2 separate regions of the Sus scrofa genome follow, and region 1 is linked to region 2. Evidence: chromatin contacts called from public Hi-C data. All regions are on one chromosome and are shown on one strand. Each heading gives the region's core, a stretch centred on a gene start, on an enhancer-like site or on the middle of the called end of the contact. The rest is flanking DNA. Distances are from core to core; before and after follow the strand shown.

Region 1 (5,615 bases), core at 2,280-4,779, 370 kb before region 2:
ATATGGAGTTTCTGGGCCAGAGATCAGATCTGAGCTGCAGTTGTGACCTACATCACAGCTGCAGCAATGCCGGATCCTTAACCCCCTGCTGGGCAGTGATTGAACATGTGTCCCAGTGCCACAGAGAACCGCCGATCCTATTGTGCCACAGAGGGAACTCCTGATTCACAGTTTTTAAAGGTTATACACTCCCTTTATAGTTATTATGAAATATTGGCTATATTCCCTGTGTTGTGCAGTATATCCTTTTAGCTTATTTTGTACCTAATAGTTTGCATCGCTTAGTCCTCTACCCCTATGTTGCCCCTCCTCCACCCCCTCTTCTCACTGGTAACCACTAGTTTGTTCTCTGTATCCATGGGCTGTTCATATTTTTTACCCGTTATTCTCTTGGGTTGTTTTTGATTCCATATATGTGTTTTTTTATCTGTTCTTTGTCAGTTAAAATGTGTTGCCTGTGGTTTACTTTTTAAAGTAGTTACAGATCCCTTACTCTATATAGCCATGTGAGGATGTGGTCATAATTGTCAAGTTCAAACAGAGCTTAGAAGAGGATGAGGGAGAACAGTCTCATCTTCCTAACTTGATCTCTTCATCTGTCTCTGCTGATACCAAAATGCCGCCAAGAAACAAGAAGTCAAAGCTATTGAGTGGTAGATTCATCAAGAAGGGGAAGCATGCCAAGATTTTGTTTTATTTCTGTTTAAAACAAGTACACATTTGGGGTCAGATAAGCAAGATTAAAATCTTGTGTTTCATAGAAAATGGATATTATATTTTTTATTTTTCAGGTGGGCAGATGGAAAAGGGCCCTTGGCAGCTGCATTCTCTTCCAGTGAAGTGAAAGCTTTAATTCGTGCCTTGTTCCAGAACACAGAAAGAAGAGCAGCTGCCCTTGCTAAGATTAAATAGCTCCATCTTCCTGAGAAAGCCATGTCTTGACCATGTGGAGTCCTCTCTTGACATAATTTTTCCTTTCAAGACTTGTTGGAATCACCCATTGGTCTTGGTGAACTAATGTCATGCAAGTTTGGTTTCGCCTGGCCTGTGTGAGGCTTTGTGGAAGAACTGGGTGTTAAGATGTCACGTGAAGCACCTCAATTCGATGACCTTTTAGTCTCCCTCCCCTGATAAGAAACTGTCGGGCGACAGTATTTCATGTTGCTTCCCTCTGGGAACTTTATCCCTTGAAAATATAAGCCCTGGCCTTGGGTCAAGGAATCCAGGACATTCCACAAGTCGAGGTAAAGAATTTGTGAGCAAATGGGAGTTATTTGGGAGGGTAAAGGAACCGTATTTGGTCTTGCAGGGATTAAGAAGCCTTCCTTTAATATTCTTTCCAATAAATAATGCTTTTCAGAGTTGAGGGTGAGTGTCTTTAATAACATGGAAGCTTTGACAAAGGAGCCCATTGATTTTCCTATCTGCTCTGCCTTTCTTTTTATTGACATTTATGATCCTCACAGAAGATCCACCAACTTACTGTCTTTCTTCATATACCCTCTGTTAACTTGTTAACATTATCGGGACTCCCAGGACTTTCAGTGTAAGTTTTTGACACTTTTTGCTATTTCAACTAAATTCTATTTTATTGGTTGGATTTTTTTTGGGGGGGGGTGTTTGTCAAATTCCAGTTTCTGTAGCTTATCAAATGGCAAAAGTTTTACATTGCCAGTGTTCCTTTGGCATGTATGTGCTGTGCATGAGATGCTAACTCAGGGCTCTGCAGCCTATTCCTTTATTTGGCAGACACGGGTAAGCCTTCAGCTCAACCTTTTGCGTTTTTAACTCTTTGCAGCCGTTGGAAATATATATTATGCTAAATTTACTCTCTGTAGGACTCTGGATTGTCTCTTCATACTGAAGTATGATCTCTTGTGGAAGGAGGGCAAAAGCTGTGATCTTTGTGTGCCTTGGAGGAGGTGCCATGTGAAGGAAGTTTTCAGCACAGTGGGCCTGCTTCCTTAGGCTTCAACCACCATCAATTCCTGGCACACAGGACAAGTGGTTTTTTCCTCCTGCCTTCAAGTGTCTTGCCCTCACCTTGTTCTTAGTCAGGCACAGCCCCTAGACATTCTGTTCGCTAGTTTTTCTTTTACCGATTTAGGGTTTATGGAAGAATGCATTAGAAGGAAGAAGACTGGTTTCTTTTTATAACAGAACTCAGCTGTGGTTAGTGGCAAGCTGTTTGTCTATATTCGGCAAATCCTACCATGAGAATGCACAGATAAGAGGTTTGCCTCAACCAACTTTAGTTTTTTGAGAACAAAGACATCTTTTTTGAGAGAGAAGGAAGGGCCCATCTTCACAGGTGAAGAAAATATCTGATTTTGAAAAATCCACAGAATTTTAGGTAGCAGTCGTTTTTCAGCAATTGAGAGAATGGGGAACTAAGGACAGAACTGAAAGAAGTGCATTACAGGCCTGTTACACACAATAGCAGATTTCTTTTGTTCATAGAAGCTATTCCTGTTGCTTGACAGGTACAGCAATTTGGGGGTGGGATCTCTTGTAGCTGAAAAGTAGGCTCCTCACTGCTTCCTTCCCTGCATTAGCACAGAGAACTGCACCACAGTTCTGAGGCTGTGTACATCCACCCTTCAGGACTGCTTCCTCTAATGAACAGTTTGTATCTCAGCACACGGAGCAGGCAGACTCCATCCTCTTCCCTGGCCAAGGTGGTTCACAGCTGATTGGTTTTCTTTTTTTCTTCTTTTTATGGCTGTACCTGTGGCATATGGAGGTTCCCAGGCTAGAGGTCAAATTGAAGCTGCAGCTGCTGGCCTACACCACAGCCACAGCAACGCAGGATCTATCTGCGACCTGTGCCACAGCTTGCAGCAACACTGGATCCTTAATCCACTGAGCAAGGCCAAGGATTGAACCTGCATCCTCATGGATACTAGTCGGGTCATTAACCACTGAGCCTCAACGGAAACTCCCAGAGTGAGGGAACTTTAAGAGGCTTGATTCTGGATCTGCAGGCCAAGAAGAAACCTCTTCTCAAATAACATCCAGACCCGTACAAATGGCTGGGAAATGAAATTCAAGGAAGTTTCCCTAAGATTTTAGTAAAAAGGAAAGTTTTTGTTAAAAAGGCAAGTCTGCAGAGAACCTTCATCGCTGAGGTGACTTGACAGTGGCTGCTGTTACGATGTGGGTCTTGAATTGTTGGTGACCTGTTCCACGGTCAGTTTTGCACTGGGTTTCCCTCTGAAATGCACTGGGTTTCCCTCTGAAATGGGGATCCTCCAGATGGCACTCTTTGCTCAGGCCTGGGAGCCTCACAAGGCATCTAGGCCTGGTCTGTGCAAATGGGAGCCAGGGAGCCTGTCCAGGTTTATATTCTGGCCTTGATCAGCCCAGAAATGTCATCCAGACTCTGGTGAATCTATATTATAAACTTTGCCAAACAATCCCTTGTAAATAGATCAAATAGTATTTTCTTTGATTAATAACATTAAAAAATGTGGATAATCCCCTTGCCATGCATGCAAATACTTATGCCATCACTTCAGGCAGTGACTCAGCCTTTTGTGGGGTTTATTTGACTTCCCAGGAGTCTATCTTCTGAAAGTTCTGAGAGGTACACATATCCTCTAGAGTAGTTTTCATTGTAAGAAAACTGGTCCAAAGGGTAATTTGCCCAAGCTCCATGGCTCGTTTGTGTCATGGGGAAATGAAGGTATGACTAGGAGTGACTGCTTAGTGAGAGGAGGTAGCTGTAAATTCTGGAAGGAATGAGGCTATTGGAAATTGGCTCCTGTACAAAAACTGCCTCCTATACAAAAAGGCGCAAAAGTAGTCTGTCTTTTAAATTGGGTTGCGATGCCCATATTCTTTCTAATCACAGAATTGATTGTGAATTAGTTTTGTGCTAACTTCCTCCTAAAAATATGCATTTTGCTGGAATTCCCAATGTGGCTTAGTGGTAACAAAGCCAACTAGCAATTGTGAGGATGCAGGTTTGGTCCCTAGCCTTGCTCAATGGGTTAAGCATCTGGCATTGTCATGAACTGTGGTGTAGCTCACAGACTCGGCTAGGATCCCTTATTGCTATAGCTGTGGTATAGGCTGGCAGCTGTGGCTCCGATTTGACCCCTAGCCTGGGAACTTACATATGCTGCAGGTTTAGCCCTAAAAAAAATAAAAAATGAAAAAAAATAATGCATTTTGCTAAAGCCTAAAGTTTCCTGGAATTTATAAAGCCCCAGTTTTGAGTTCTTAAGTTCTACGGTTGAGATAGAAATTCCTCACTTTGTCAAGGGGAGTTTGGTTAAGAATTTTGTGATGTCACATGATGTAACTGGAGATAGCCTGAGATGTCTCCAATCCATGTTATGAAATCTGCCTTGAGTTTGGGGAGGAGAGCAATAATTCTGATGAGCTATGTATAAGTTCTTCACTCCCCCTCAGAAATCAGGTGCCCCAGATTTCTTGTAGTTCAAAAGAGACAGGTGGGAGTGGATGGGTCTCAGCTACTCCTGCTGTTGAAGAAGACACTGGTACCAGGGCTGAAGACACTTCCTCCCTCCTTGTCTCAGGCTTTTAAGTGGTTTTAAACCTTCCCCGTTGATTCTACTTACTTTTTTTTTTTGGTCTTTTTGGGGCCGCACTCGCTGCATATGGAGGTTCCCAGGCTAGGGGTCGAATTGGAGCTGTAGCCACCAGCCTACACCACAGCCACAGCAATGCCGGATCCGAGCCACATCTGAGATCTATATCACAGCTCACGGCAAAGCTAGATCCTTAACCCACTGAGCAAGGCCAGGGATGGAGCCTGCGTCCTCATGGATTCTAGTAAGATTCTTTTTCCCTGAGCCACGATGGAAACTTCGATTCTACTTAAATTTATTGGGTGCCAGGCATTGATCTAGTCACTGAACAACCCCTCCTCACCCCTACTTCCGGTTTCTCTGGTGATTTAAATCCTAGTGATAAAGACATGTTAATAACATAAAATAAGTAAATTAGTATGTTTGAAGGTTTTAAGTATGGAAAAAATAAACCTAGGTGAAAAGTGAACTCTACTGGAGTTCCAGAGGAAAGGAGTGAGCTGACATTCTGAATGGGATGGTCAGGGGACCCCTCCTTGAGAAGGTGGCTCAGCTATGTGGATAGTTGCATGCAGACAGCTCTGAGCAGAGATACCAGCCCTTGCAAAGCCCTAAGGTGGGAGGAGAGTACCTGGTGGTGGAGGAGCAGAGAGGGAGGGAGAGAGTGGGAGGAAGGCTTAGAGAAGGAACAGGAGAGGAGGGGCAACACTTGTGTAGGCCATTAGAAGGACTTGGGGGAGTCAAATGGGTAGCTTCAAAAAGTAAAAAAATTAGTTAAACATTAAAATAAGGAAATGTACATTAGAGAAAATAGTGTGGTGAACTCGTAATTAAATAAAAAATTTAACAAAAAGGAAACGTACATTAGATAGAGTGGTAAACCCCTAGGTACCCACCACCCATCTTTAGCAATTGTGATCAGCCAGCCAATCTTGTTTCCTCTGTGCCCCTTCCCGCTTCATTCCTCCCCCAAACCCACAGTGAATGGTTGAAACAAATGCCAGATGGTGTATCATTTTAAACCCAGGGCTTATTCTTGTGAAACTGGATTTTGCTTTC
Region 2 (4,997 bases), core at 240-2,739:
AAGGGACATCTGTTATTTGTGGCGATCCTTCCAGAAAGCTGCCAGCCTCCCTCCAATGGGAAAACTGCCCTGCGAAATGTTCTTACAAAGCCAACATAAACTTCTGTGATTCAGGGACCTGGCATGATAGGGACCAGGAGGAGAGCAGCTGACAGGCCACCAGGGATGGAGGATGCTAATTTTTGACTTTGACTGTGACAGCCCGGCCCAGCCAGGAGCTTGGACCTGGCTATGTGACAAGTAACCTGAAATGGGACAATCTGCATCTAAATGTCCAAACTTGTTTAAAATATAAGCCTCTGGCTTGTGCATGAGGAGCGAAGAAAAGCTACAAATTGGCTGAAGGGGTTAGAATTTGACAGCACTGTATGCCCGCGTCTCCTCTCCAGGTACTTTAGATGTATTACCTCTCAGCTGTTTTTGAATGAAAAGGTCTCCAGTGGGTCCCAAAGGTCCACCTGCGGACCATAAATATCATCCAAAACTTGAGTATAGAGATTTCTCAGCCTTAGCCCACAGTTCCTCAGCTACACACAGGAACCTACAGTTTGAAACACTCTCCAGGTCATTCTGCTTTACAGCCAGCTGTATTTAAAGGCAGTGGAGTCCTCTAAGGCACCTATAACCAGAAATTCAAAATCTGCCAGGAACAACTTGTGAGTTAATTGATCTCTTTGAGATTCCACCAGTTACAAGCTGTGCTACCTCAGCTAGAGTCACCACCTCTCTGAGCCTCAGAGAGAGGCCCCCTTCATTCTATGGAATCACTAATACAAAAGAGCACTATCTGGGGATTAACGTAATGCTGCAGTTTTGTGATGAGGGGTTGCTGCGGGTCACCCTTACCCATAAAAGAGGACTGGGGGCCTGCGGCTTAACTAAAAGATCCCGAGGTTTCTTTCCAGCTCCAGCTACTTAGGCTCTTGTGGAACTGAGGCCTAGTCAAATGAGTCAACTTGCCCAAGTTGAGGGAGGGCAGAAGGCAGGCTCTGAATTCCTGCGGGTAGGCGCCAAGCCCTCTGCTCCCAGGGCAGGCCTAAGGGTGCGCCCTGAGACTGGGCAGCGAACCCGCGAAGGGTCAGGAAACGAACCCACGAAGGGTCAGGAAGGCCAGGCACGGCGAGGCTCACGGCGGCGGGCGCGGCGTATATCCTGGGACAGGAGCCTGTGGCCCGCGGGGACTGTGCTGCAGCCAGGAGACCGCTCACCCCGGAAGCCCCTCCCCACCCTGCGCAGAGGGGAGGGGCCGACGGCACCGTTGCCCAGCAACCGCTCCGGAGCGTCCACTGGCCGGGTACCGCCAGGGAAGTCACAGCCCGCAGCCGATAAAGTCCCATACGCTGGGCCCAAACCAGCGTCCTCTGCTTGGCTCCGATGGCCAGATCAGGGCAGGGCAGACCCCAGGCCACCCCACTGCACTGACCTGACGCGCCCAGGGCTAGACAGGAAATGGCGGCCGTGGACGGGAGGCGACTGACCTAGGCTGGGGTGGGGCGGGGCCAGGGGCCAGGGTGTGGGCGTGGCTCCGCGCTGAGCGGCACCACGGGTCCTCCGGTTCCAGAATGCTTGGCCAAGCGCCAAATTCAAGGCGGAGCTGGGGCCAGGGATGCCTGAGGTGGACCTGGGAAGGAGGGGAGCAAAAGAAGCCCAAGTGTCCTGCGCTGATCCCTAAATCAGCTCCAGGTTTTTGCCTCTTTTTCTTTTGGGACTGGGTGTGGCATGTCCATTAGCTTAATATCCCTGGACCAAAAAGGCAGAAGGTCTCCAACGTACTTGGAAGAGGCAGGCTTTGGGTGTGAATTGGAATTTGCCTATTGGTATAGAAGACCTTCAGAGAGTTAGGTGACCTCTCTGATCTTCAGTTTTCTCCTCTAGAAAATGGAGAAATGCCACTTTCTCATAAGATTTTTGGTTAAAGTGCTGGGCTCCCAGTCATTAGGAATGAGTGGTGGTTATCATCCAGGGAATCCTAGGATTTAGAGCAGAATGAGATGATGAACACATTCGCACGTAGGGAGAGAGAGAGAGACTGTTTTACTATAAGAATTTGGCTCCCATGATAATGGAGGCTGAGAAGGGCACCATCTGCACTTAGCAAGCTGGAGACCCAAGGGGTCCATAGTGTCAGTTCCAACCGTCCAAGTTGAAGGGCTCGAGAACCAGGGGATCTGATGGTGGCATCAGTTCCGGTCCAAGTCTGAGTCCAAAGGCAGGAGGAGACCAAAGTCTCAGCCAAATACCGTCTGGCAGAGAGAAGGAATTCTCTCCAGGCCTTCAACTGATTGGATGAGGCCCACCCACATGGGGGAGAGAAATCTGTTTTACCCAGGCTACTGATTCAGATGTTAATCTCATTCAGAAACATCCCCACAGGCAAACCCTGAATAATGTTTTCACCAAATATCTGAGCACCCTGTGGCCCAGACAAGTTGACCCATAAAATTATCACAAGGTAACTACCAAAGAGCTTATCACCCAGGGGGTATTAAAGCTCAATCAGCAAACAATCACTTAAATTGTCCCTGTGAGAAGTGCTAAGAGAAGTAAAGGGGGTATGGAATTCCCGTTGTGGCTCAGCAGAAGAACCTGACCAATATCCATGAGGATGCCGTTTCAATCCCTGGCCTCGTTCAGTGGGTTAAGAATCCAGCGTTGCTGCAAGTTGCGTGTAGGTCGCAGATGCAGCTCAGATCCGGTGTTGCCTTGGCTGTGGCCTGGGCTGGCAGCTGAAGCTCTGATTCAACCCCTAGCCTGGGAACTTCCATATGCCGCAGGTGCAGCCCCCACCCCCAGCCGCAAAAAAGGTGAAAAACAAATGTAGCAAAGGGTACTGGGAAAGCTTGGGCTCCAACCTTGGAGATTTTCCCGAGGGCATGATGTTTAAGCTGAGCTTGAAGGGGTGAGTGACATTTACCAGCTGGACAGGGGGAAAAGGGCCAGCATGAGCAGTAGGGGGACACCTGACACGGCTGAGGAACCAGCAGGAGGCCAAGCGTGGCTGTGGCCTAGAGAGCGAAAAGTAAGTGGCGCAAGAGGAAGCTGGGCCCAGATCACACGGGGCCTTTGAAAGCTTCTGAGTCTTCCTCGTAAGTGCCAGGGGCAGCGTTTGAGGGGTTGACATGCTCGGATTTTTCTTATTAGAAAACCATTCTGTCTGTGATGTGGAGGATGAGCTGGAAGGAGGCCAGAGGGACACAGAGAGGCGAGTTAGAGGCTGTTAACAGCATGCATTGGTAGAGGGAAGAGAGAGGATTCGATGAATTTGAGATGTACTTTGGAGGGAGACTTGCCAGCAGGGAAATATTAGCAGTGATACTAGGTTTCTAGCTTGAGCCAGAATAGGGCTCTCCATCGCCTGAGATGAAGATTGGAGGAGAATCAGTTGTAGCAAAGGTAATGAGTTCAGATTTATAATCAGTTGAATAGACCTATGAGTTATTCAAATGTAGATGTTGAATAAATTAATTGTCCTTTGATAGTTACTCTCCTCTTCTTCAGATTCTCCAATTTTAGCAAAGCACAACGCCTAGAATAGATCGTATTTACTCGCTGTCCTTACATTGGACTATTTGCTTACACATGGCCAACCAATGAAATATAAGCAGAAGTTATGGGTGCTACTTCTAGGAAGTGTCCTAAAAAAGGATTTCCTTCTCTTCGTCTCTTCTTGTTGGATGGAATGTGGACAGAATGGCTGGAGCTGGATCAGCCATTTTGGACCATGAGGTAGAAGCAGTATGTTGATTGAAAAGCCACAAAGTAGAAGAAGCCTGGGTTCTGATGATCATGGAGATACCATAGTGGTTTGGGACTGCATGACTCCATGTTTCCATATAGGAGAGCCCGGTAATCCCAACCATACACCAGGTTCTGGGAATCCAGAGATTTCTATCTTGGTATAGTCACTGTTGGGTTTTCCGCCACCTCCCAGCCAAACCTAATATTAACTGATATGGAAAGCACTATCCATTTATTCAACTAACCTTTTTTTTTTTTTAATGGCTGCGCCTGCGGCATAGGGAAGTGCCCAGGCTAGGGGTCGAATCAAAGCTTCAGCTGCTGGCCTATGCCACAGCCACAGCAATGCTGGATCCAAGCCATGTCTGTGACCTACACCTCAGCTCACAACAATGCCAGATCTTTAACCCACTGAGCAGAGCCAGGGATCGAACCTGAGCCCTCATGGATTCTAGTCAGATTCACTACCACTGAGCCACATCAGGAACCCCTCAACTAAATAGTCCAAATGATGTTATGCATGATAATAATAAATATTGATTTTTTTAAAAATAAAAATGTCAATTTTTCAATACATTTTGTCCAAAGGACTCTGAACACCAGAAAAATTTGACACTGAGATCACACAGTTTAAAAAGCACATGAATAATGTTTTGTTAGAAGTTACTTTTATAGCTAGAAGTTATTTTTTTCTCCTCAAAGTCATATTTCCATTTGAAACCCTCCTCCACACCCCATTCAGAATTCTGTCCTATTAGAGGATGTTTTTTTATGTTTGCATGTCTTTCACTGATCATCTCATTATAATTCTCTGCCACAGAAATAGCAACAAACATTACTGGAGTCTTTGCTTTAACCAGATGCCATACTGTGAGTCGGGGACACAGCCCCTGCCCTCACACAGCCTGATGAGCAGAATAAATGCATGAGCAAATGCTTATAGAACCATATGATAAGGACATGACAGCCTAGCCCTTAAGAAAGAAGGGAGGGGAGTCCCCATCATGGCTCAGCAGTTAAGGAACCAGACTCGTATTCATGAGGACGCAGGTTCAATCCCTAGCCTCGCTCAGTGGGTTAAGAATCTGGCATTGCCACAAGCTGTGGTGTAGGTTGCAGATACGGCTAGGATCCCTAGTTGCTGTGGCTCTGGGGTAGGCCAAAGGCTGCAGCTCCTATTCCACCCCTAGCCTGGGAACTTCCATAGGCCACAGGTACGGCCCTAAAAAGACAAATTAAATTAAATTTTAAAAAAGAAG

The links. Hi-C and Micro-C count contacts between places; a contact is called where the count stands out from the background.
Region 1: a Hi-C map of omental adipose tissue shows a contact between it and region 2, with 2.0 times the contacts expected there. The contact joins the enhancer-like site here to the promoter of TTC12 in region 2. A contact is called at or near these places in 7 of 47 Hi-C or Micro-C datasets (brain, embryonic fibroblasts, epiblast stem cells and 3 more).

The regions. Positions count from the first base shown.
Region 1 is chr9:41,354,550-41,360,164 of Sscrofa11.1, reverse strand. It overlaps ZW10 (centromere/kinetochore protein zw10 homolog), which reads left to right. Exons shown (of 16, transcript XM_021062840.1): 16 at 792-1,364. The coding sequence ends at 912. Among named protein-coding and RNA genes, the nearest start is that of TMPRSS5, 20 kb to the right of the region's middle. Within about 2 kb of position 3,529, at least 5 of the 83 cell types and tissues checked have an H3K27ac peak or open chromatin away from gene starts, as enhancers often do. A contact at or near this core is called in omental adipose tissue, where this site is marked.
Region 2 is chr9:40,985,373-40,990,369 of Sscrofa11.1, reverse strand. It overlaps TTC12 (tetratricopeptide repeat protein 12), which reads right to left and starts at 1,489. Exons shown (of 22, transcript XM_005667347.2): 1 at 1,424-1,489.